Regions from separate parts of the Gossypium hirsutum genome. Here region 2 is linked to region 1. A link is a contact called in public Hi-C data. All regions are on one chromosome and are shown on one strand. The core of a region is the stretch at or near the end of the contact, and the rest is flanking DNA. Distances in the headings are between cores, read along the strand shown.

Region 1 (4,616 bases), core at 1,307-3,806:
TTTCTGGATTCCCTGTTCCGACTTTGGAGATTTATTATAAATTAACCAGAGATAATTAGGAGTCATGCCATATATGTACAGATTCCTCTCTGAGTCTAGTTTCTATAGAAACAAACGGCATCAGTATTGAAGCTCTGTGCAGGGAGATATCCAATTCGTAATGCGCAAGGGTCAGTGTAGTCGATCCCTGTAACATGGGAGACTTTGACTAATAAACTGTACCAATTGGCCCGACCAAAAATTCTAGAAAAAATTTTGGAGATAGGCATATGAGTCTAGTTTCAGGGAAAAATCACGAAACTGATTTTCGAGTTGTGAAACTCAAGATATGATTTTTAAAGCAACTAGTACGCAGATTGGCAGCTTGTCTGGGAAATGTCGAATAAGTGGTTTGAAGTCTGTTAACACCTCGTGTTCGACTCCGGCGACGGTATCGGGTTCGGGGCGTTACAAAAAAATCATGGGAACTTTCTTGAATTGTTATCACTATTAGCATTTTATGATGAGAAAGTTGAAGATGTTTTGAAAAGTGCTCCACAAAATGCTAGTCATACTTCTTCAACAATACAAAAAGAGATATTGCAAATTTATGACAGTAGAGTTCGTAATATAATTCACGAAAAAATTGTTAAAGAGTTCAGTATTATTGTGGATGACGCAAGAGACCAATAAAAAAAGAGCAAATGACAATTGTTTTGAGATTTGTTGATAAACAATGATTGGTGAAAGAACGATTTTCTGATATAGTCCTTATTAAAGATACTGCATCATTGACTTTGAAGAATGAGTTTTTTAATGTTCTCTTCCAACATGGTTTTGACATACAAAATATCCAAGGTCAAGGCTATGATGGACCAAGAAATATGCATAGGGAATTTAACGACTTGCAAGCTTTGATTTTGAATGATTGACGATATGCTTATTATGTTCACTATTTTGCTTATCGTCTTTAGTTGCAACAGCTAGAGAAGTAGTTGAAAAGCATCAATTTTTTAAAGACTTGTTTGATTTAGCAACTAGAACAGGAATGAATCAGATTGGCACTTTACAATGTCCTGGTGAGACTTGATGGAGTTCTCATTTAAATTCATTTACTAGTTTACTAACGATGTACAATGCTACTAGCACGATTCTTAAAAATCTAAAAAATACCGCTTCTAACTATACTTGGCAAGGAGATGTTCATAACGCATATAATAGATTTAGATCTTTTGAGTTTATTTTTATTTTGCATATGAAGGAAGTTTTAGGGGTTACTGATAATCTTTGTGAAGCTTTGTAACATCATTCTCAAGATATATTAAATGTCATGATTTTAGTTTCAACAATAAAATATTTAATTCAAAAGTTGAGAGATGATGGATGAGATAAATTGTTGAAAATGTGATATCTTTTTATGAAACTTGGGAGTTGGATTTTTCGGATATGAATGCTCAATACATTGTGGGTTATTATCGTAACAAGGAAGATGTTACAATGGAGCATCATTATCGAGTGGGTATATTTTTTTGCTACAATAGATACTCACTTGTAAGAATTGAAGAGTAGATTTAACGAACATGTTATCAAGCTTCTCACTCTTACTATAGCTTTAGATCCCAAGGATATTTTCAAGTTATTTGATATTGATAAAATTTGCATTCTTGTAAACAAGTTCTATCTAGAAGATTTTTCTCAACAAGAGATAGAACGTAACCCATATGAGTTGAAGCATTATGAACTTGATATATGTAAGCATCTTGATTTGAAAAAAACATCAATATTTTCTAAACTTTGTAGAAACTTAGTTGAGAGTGGAAAGTCAGCCATGTACCCACTCATTGATAGATTGATTGGCCTTATGTTGACTCTTCCAGTTTCAGCCGAATCCTAAGAACGTGCTTTTTCTGCTATGAAGATTGTGAAGACTCGACTTTGTAGCAAGATGGAAGATGATTTTTTGAGAAGTTCTTTAGTTGTGTACATTGAGAAAGAAATTGCAGAAAAATTTAATGTAAACGAAATAATTGATGATTTTAGTGATATCAAAGATTGAAAAGTGCAATTCAAATAAATTTTTAAATTTCTTTCTAACTTATTTTTATTTATTAAATTATTTTTCTTTAATTAGTTTTTATTCTTAAAAATATTTTATTATTGTTCATTATATCGACCCCCCTCTTGAAATTTTCAGACTTCACCCCTGCCAACCATCCTTCATTTTTTCTAGTTAGCCTTTTCTAACTTTTCGATTAAAATGTTACATAGTTATACATAATTCGAAAATAGATTTTTAAATCCGAAAGTAGAATGATTAAATTTCAAATGTAAGACTTAGAGTATTGTTGAGAAATTTTTCATTGTGTCTCATTGAAGGGAACAATCTAATATTTATATACATGGTTACTGTTCATGGAATTGACGTTCTTAGTAGACTCTATGCATGTGAGACACATGTATTGTTCTAGTCTACCTGTTGGACTTTGTGGCCCCCCACATGCTAAATCCTTGGGTGTATGCAAATTGAGATTGCGAACTCCCCTTACGAGCACCCTTTGGCATGTGCAAACTGAGACCGCGAGCTCCCTTTGTTGACCTCCCACTATAAGGCTTGCATGCATCCATATGGTAGGGCCCGATCAGGTTATGGGTAGACGACTCGAACCTTATCTGATTTCAAGTTGGTGATCATAAATACATAAAAAATATATTTGAAATTTGAAATTTGTACTTTATAATTTGACATAAATAAAAAAGTCAACCCAATACAAAACATGGGTAAACCATAGTAGTGTAAAATTACAAAGATGGCAAGCAGAGGTGAGAGGGACCGTTGATGTGGATGCTTTGCATGCATGTGATATGTTTTCGTTTTTCTTTTTAGAGTTCAAATTTTGGACAAAGAGTAGGGGCTTAGGATCTCATATCTTTTAAGGGACACCTCAAATCCCTAATATATATATATAATTAACTATTGTTTTAGGAATTTAATTTCATAAAACCCCTAGATTATGGGCAGCATTGGATTGTCGGTGGATCCAAGCATGCTCCCTTCACATGCTAAAAGCTTTAAAATATCCTCCTTACCTAAAACTATACATTATACATACAAAAGTGGGAATATTTTCAGGCTTATAATGGGGGCCGGGGCCTCAACTTTCTTCTTGCCAATAAAACAATTGTAATGGTGAGGGGTTAGTAAGATTTAGTTGTGTTTTACCTAAAATCTACCTGTCCAAGAACCTCGCCTTGTTTGGCAGCATTGTTTTAATAATTAGTTGATATTGCATCTCATCATGTTGATATAAAAAATCAAATCACACAATTTTATTTAATGAAACTCAAAGTAGAATGTTTTGTTACATATATCATGCCGTATCTTTTAAAAGACAAACCAATTAATGGGTGTCCCATATGAAGTTAAAAAACTTAGTTTTGGGCCATAAAATTATAAATTTTAAAGAATTATCATTATAATTTTATAATTTCAGGCCACATCAACAATAATATCAAATATAAATGAATGGTTGTGATGATTCATTATATTCTCTAGGGACAGAATTAGGTTTAGGTATCTTTTCCAAGGGGGACAACCTAAGCCATTTTTGTAGATTTTGCCCCTTGGATCACCATGGGACGGTGCTTTCATGTTTCTCTCTCTGTATTTTTACATGTGAATGTGTGGACCTTGATTTTAAATCGCACAAATATCTCAACATCCCATTTACAACTTCAACATTTTATATTTTAATTTCCTTTCCTCACTTAAATTTGATTTTAACTCGCAACCTTATTGGTAATGAACGTGTAATTAAATTTTGTTATGAGTCTTTATATTTAGTAAAAATAGACTAAAAAATTTACTAATTTAAAAAATATAAAGATGGAAGTAAAAGCATAAGAATTAAAGCAACAGCTTTGGAGACTAATAATAAATTTTAACCTCGAATTGTGTTGGTCAAGAAAAGTTGATTAAAGAACAAGAAAAACTTTTACACAATTTCCAACAAACCTAATTTGCTCAAACCTCTCCATCTGACATGATTAAATAAAACAGACAAAACCTTTTGTTTTTGGTGATTAAATTATGGTTGAGACACCCAAATCCCTCCCTGAGGACCAGAGATAATGCGAACAAAACAATGTCAAAACAAACCAAAATCATGTTTGCTTACACTTCTCACTTCCCAACAGTTGGGCGTTAAAATGGGGTTTGGGACTCCAAAACGACACATCAACCATACCAAAGAAAACTATGCATCAACGGTAATGCCCCCAAAATCTTTCATCTTTCTTTATCTAAATATTTCTTTTACCACCCAAACCTATTAGTTAACAAATGAAGAGATGATACAAAATTTAAGGATTTTCTTTCAAGTTTTGTTGAAGAGTCTTTGCTGAATACATAAAATTATTAACTAATTATATTTTCAACATAATATTAATTGTTGATGTCTTGTAGCGGCCAATGTTAATTAGTGTCATCACGCATGGATTAAGGTGATATATGCATATCACTTCTTCTTGAATTAAGTAAATAAATATAAAAAATTCTTAAAATAATCCTTGGGGCTTCTCAAATGCCTCCTGTTTTAAGGAAGTAATAATGAGTTCTTATAACGAACCAAAAACCAATC
Region 2 (4,616 bases), core at 1,458-3,957, 64 kb before region 1:
GGAACGATTGCGCCGCTTTCTCCATCAAAATTAGAGGCCTTAAATTCGGTTTGATCACAGTCTTGTTTCTTGTCTGAATTTGTTAACAAAAGAGTACGCCTAGAGGGCAACCGCATCACCCACTGAACCACAGAAATCTGCCTCGACGAAGATCGGTCAGGAACTTGATGTCGTCTATCCGATAAAACCGCACGGCGAAGTAAAGGCCAACCAGGTCTAATTTCAGGCAACTGTTTGATCAACATAGAAATCGAACCAGATGCAGCCTCAGTTCTTTCAACAGGCACTATAGCCAAGGATTTCTCTCTATCATTATCATCATCACCGCAGTTTGCAGATTGGTGACAAGAATCATGCAGCAATAACTTATTTCCAGATCCACAAACCGAGCAATTTTCCTTTCCATCACTCTCAAAGTTGCCCGAACCGGCTTTGATTAAGGCCTGCTCGAATCTCTTGTCCTTGGTCTCATAGGAAACCAGATTGGCCTCGGCATTGGCAATCCCTTCACTTAGTACTTTGGAATTCTTGTTCAATGTTATGGTTCGGTGAAGCGCATTAAGCAAGCTATTTCGTTTATGATCTTCATTTCCTGGAGGAACAAAGAAGAAATTCCTTAAAATACACGAAAATCTTACATGACATCCAAGAACTGGATGACCAACCAAAACAAAATCTTTACCTTTTGCCCCAAAAGTGGTCCCTGGAGAACCCTCCCTGTGGAACACCACTTTCCCATTATTAACAGCAAGAACAGAACAGTTGTTGGATAGTTTCTTAGCACAGTACTTGGCTACCGATGTCGATGACCGGATTTTATGGAGTTTGGCGGCGGTTCCAACTATAAGCTTAGTTGCAGAATAAGATTTTGCTTCTCTCACTAAAATTTTGCGAATTGAAGAACCTCTGCATATCTTAAGTTTGAGATCCACCTGCAACATAATTACCCAAAACCGATTTATATCTTTTTTCTAAGCCTTAAATTTGATACGTGAAATGCTTAATCAATTGTTGTTAGCAGTCTAATCAGGTTGCAAGTCTAATCGTGAATTTCTTTTATTTTTTAATTCATCTCTTTTTGACTTTTACTATCTTCTTCCTGCTTCTCTCGGCCTTCTGTCTATCTTCACCTTTAACGTTATGAAAGCTTAAAAATGGAAATAGCGGGACGTTATTGCCGCTATCAATTGTTGTGATTTATATTCACAATCGTTTTCTTTCCGATAGCGGTGGCAGGTGGCGGCGGTAGCGCTCACATTTTCGGTCATTGCTGTAGTGTTGGTGAATTTTTTATTTAGTTTAAATTTAATAATCACTAACATGATTATAAAAACTCTTTGTTTTCTTGATTTTTGAGGTATTTTATGGTCTTATTTAATATTTTTATAATGATATTTATTTATATTTGTATTTAAAATTTAAAATCAGGTATCAATATACAGGTTATTAAGATAAATATAAAATATAATGATTTTTTTAAAAACCTAAAAAAATATATTTTTTTATTATTGTAAATATAAATATGCATTAACTAAAATGTTAATCCCTTCCCATTTTTTCTCCCCAGAACTGTACCTGTTGCGTTCTTATTTTAATAAACACCCTATATTTTAACTCATTTATGAACTTTCCCCATCTTCACCGACCAAACTTTTCCCTCTCTTTTAGATCTTGAGAATCAGTTATTCATCAACGATGTTAGAAATCCCTCCCCTGACCTCCATTTTCTTTATTATTCTAGGATCCTACGGTGCTCTTGTTTTTATTTGTTAGAACCACAATACGGGACGTGATCTATATTCACGGCCGCCGTGGCTGGTGGTGGCGCTATTGCTAAATAGCGGCCGCTATTTCAATCCTAAGTGTAACTATAGCTAAATTGAGCATGCAGGGAAAGACCAACTTTCCCATTTCTGATTTTCCTTCATTTTACAATTGACCAAACAGGAAAGAAAAATGAGGTTAACAAATTCATCATAGGGAAAAAAGAAGAAGGTAAATTGTTATAAAAAAAATTTAAAAAAAAAAGAAAGAAAGAAAGAAAAAGTAGATCATGAAACTGAACCTGTTTCAAATTACAGAATCCTTCATAAACAGCAAGAACAGAGTCAAACGCTTTGACAAGCGACAGAAGTGAAGATTTTCCATCTCGATTCACGATTTCTACACACACACAAAATCCAAATCCCACTTCAATAAACCAGACAAAAAATCAAGCCCCAGAAATATTTTCAAAAGAAAAGAAAATTTAAACCCTGAAACAGGAAAAAAAATCAACTGACCATTGTTACCAAGAACATGAAGAGCAATGACACAGTCACCTGGCTGAGCCACCTTAACCAAAGCCCACGTTAAAAGCTCTCTGCTTGGTGAATCAAGCTTTACTCCAACAACCACCGTCCCTCCACCACCACCACCACCACCACCAGCAGAAGCAACCGTATCTTTGTCTCCAACAAAACCATTCTGTACCATTTTCATTTCTGTGTCAAAACAGAGTATGTTTCAGAGCAGGTGTTCTTGACCAAAGTTGAGGATCATGTTAAGAGTTTATAAATGGAAGAGTTAGGTTGTGAAGGAAGGTAGAGGAGAGGCAGAAGCAGTGTTTGAGAGCCTTTTTTTAGGCTTAACCGTCAGTAGTTTGCTTTTCAAGTTCTCCAACCACACTAGATAGAGAAAGGGAAGAAGAGACGACTTGTTTTTTATAAACACAAGTTGAAAAATTATTAAACAATTTATTTCTTTAATTGTTTATTTAATGGCGGGTTTTTTTCTCAAAAGCAAATTGTAGGAATTAATAATAATAATAAAAGTGCTGCCCCTGTAAAATATAGATTCTTAGATTTTAAATAATAATAAATTTCATTAAATGGGCATGGGCGCTACTAAAATGCTACAGACCAAAGCTTTTGCATCATGCTGTGGAAAAAGAACACAAACGCACCCAATTTTGTTATTTTCTCTCTTTCTTAATACTTGGGGTAAAATGTAAAATTCAACTATGAGTTTGAAGTTGATAGCACGGCTGCATCGCTATTTGCTACCCATGCTTCCCCTCTTCTCATATTTGACACTAAACATAACTCCCCACTAATTTATATATATACCGAAATTTATGAATTTAGGTCGTTGTTATTTATTTATGGGAATAGACCGTTTTCTAAGAGAGAAAGTGAAAATATGTTTTATAGGGTACTTTTTTAGGTAGCGATAACATTCCTCCCAACAATCATAATTTCAACGGTTACATCCCCCAACAGTCATATTCTTTTTTCTATATAAATTCCTCTAAACTTCATTCTTTTCCATTCAAATATATTCTTTTAATAATTTCATTTTAAATCTTTCTCTCAATCCTATTCTCTTCGATTTTATTTTATTCCTTTTAATTTGTAAAATGGTAAATCAACTTATTCGTTTGGATAACAAACACATCTCCGACGTCCAATTACAAATGGTAAGAAAATATTATTAATTTATTTAATTTTAATTAGTTAATTATTATGTTGTTAATATTATTAATATTATAATTTTTTATGTTTATATACTCAAGCCAAAAATTAAATTTTGGAGACATACATACATAATTTATGTGTGAGTGCACCGGCTGTCATTCATGGACATTTGCAAGATTCGAGATTCTTGTACGTGGCTCACATGCTCGGGGGGACTAAATTGGATCCCCCACTTATAAGTGCTTTGGTGGAAAAATAGAGACCCGAGAGACACGCATTCCATCTTCCTCGCAATGAGTGTACAATTACACTCGAGGATGTTGGTTTACAACTCGATCTACTGGTAGATGGGGAAGTCATTACAAAGGCAGTGGTGAGTGCCAATTAGAGCGCAACATGCGAGCAACTACTAAGGAAAGTGTCAAACAAGTTTAAAGGTAGCCAGATCGAGATGGGATGTTTGGAGGAGAACTTCAAACATATTGACGCCTCCTTAAGTGGCATTGAACAAGAACAATTCGCTCGAACATCCATTTTGAGGTTGATTAGAGGTTTGCTTATTCTAGATAAATTTTAAAATTTGGTACATTTAAGGTGGCTACTATTATTAGTCGTCTTGAAAGAAGCAAGATGACTCAATTGGGGATCAATAGTGTTAGCGACATTGTACCGAAAGATGTGTTAGGCCACAAGACCAGAAAAAGTTGAAACCGACGGTTGCATGCTCCTTCAATCATGGGCATGGTATCAGCTACCATTTTTACAGCCCCAAGTGGACCCCCTTATGAATCCCCACTCGTAATATGGTAAAATTCATTTGATCATATCATTATCCTAATTTTTTTCAGTGTTGTAATTTTAAAATAACATGTTATTTGAATAAGTGGAACAATCGCGCAAGAAACACAGGTATACTGACTGAGCTCGAGGATATTTGATTAACTTTAGATAAAAAATCAGAACAGGAGGTTAGTTTATGAAATTTAAAGTTATATAATATTTACTTTAGCATTTGAATTTAAATATTAGGCACATGTTAAAATGTATAAATTCATACTACTGTTTGAATGGATGTCATATGCCGATCCAAGAATTCAAGAATGCATCCCAACCGACTTTTTTGGCCAATCGCAACATTTAGCACGTCAAAGTGTCTTTGAT

Evidence for each region. A called contact is a pair of places that touch in the nucleus more often than the background predicts.
Region 2: a Hi-C map of leaf shows a contact between it and region 1, with 1.7 times the contacts expected there. The contact joins the promoter of LOC107949515 here to the enhancer-like site in region 1. A contact is called at or near these places in 7 of 34 Hi-C or Micro-C datasets (anther, hypocotyl and leaf).

Annotation. Positions count from the first base shown.
Region 1 is chrD03:17,431,806-17,436,421 of Gossypium_hirsutum_v2.1, reverse strand. No RefSeq gene overlaps it. Among protein-coding and RNA genes, the nearest start is that of LOC121215734, 20 kb to the left of the region's middle. Within about 2 kb of position 2,556, at least 2 of the 9 cell types and tissues checked have an H3K27ac peak or open chromatin away from gene starts, as enhancers often do. A contact at or near this core is called in leaf, where this site is marked.
Region 2 is chrD03:17,496,404-17,501,019 of Gossypium_hirsutum_v2.1, reverse strand. It overlaps LOC107949515 (probable receptor-like serine/threonine-protein kinase At5g57670), which reads right to left and starts at 2,707. Exons shown (of 10, transcript XM_016884181.2): 1 at 2,283-2,707; 2 at 2,066-2,163; 3 at 683-932; 4 at 1-592. The coding sequence starts at 2,481.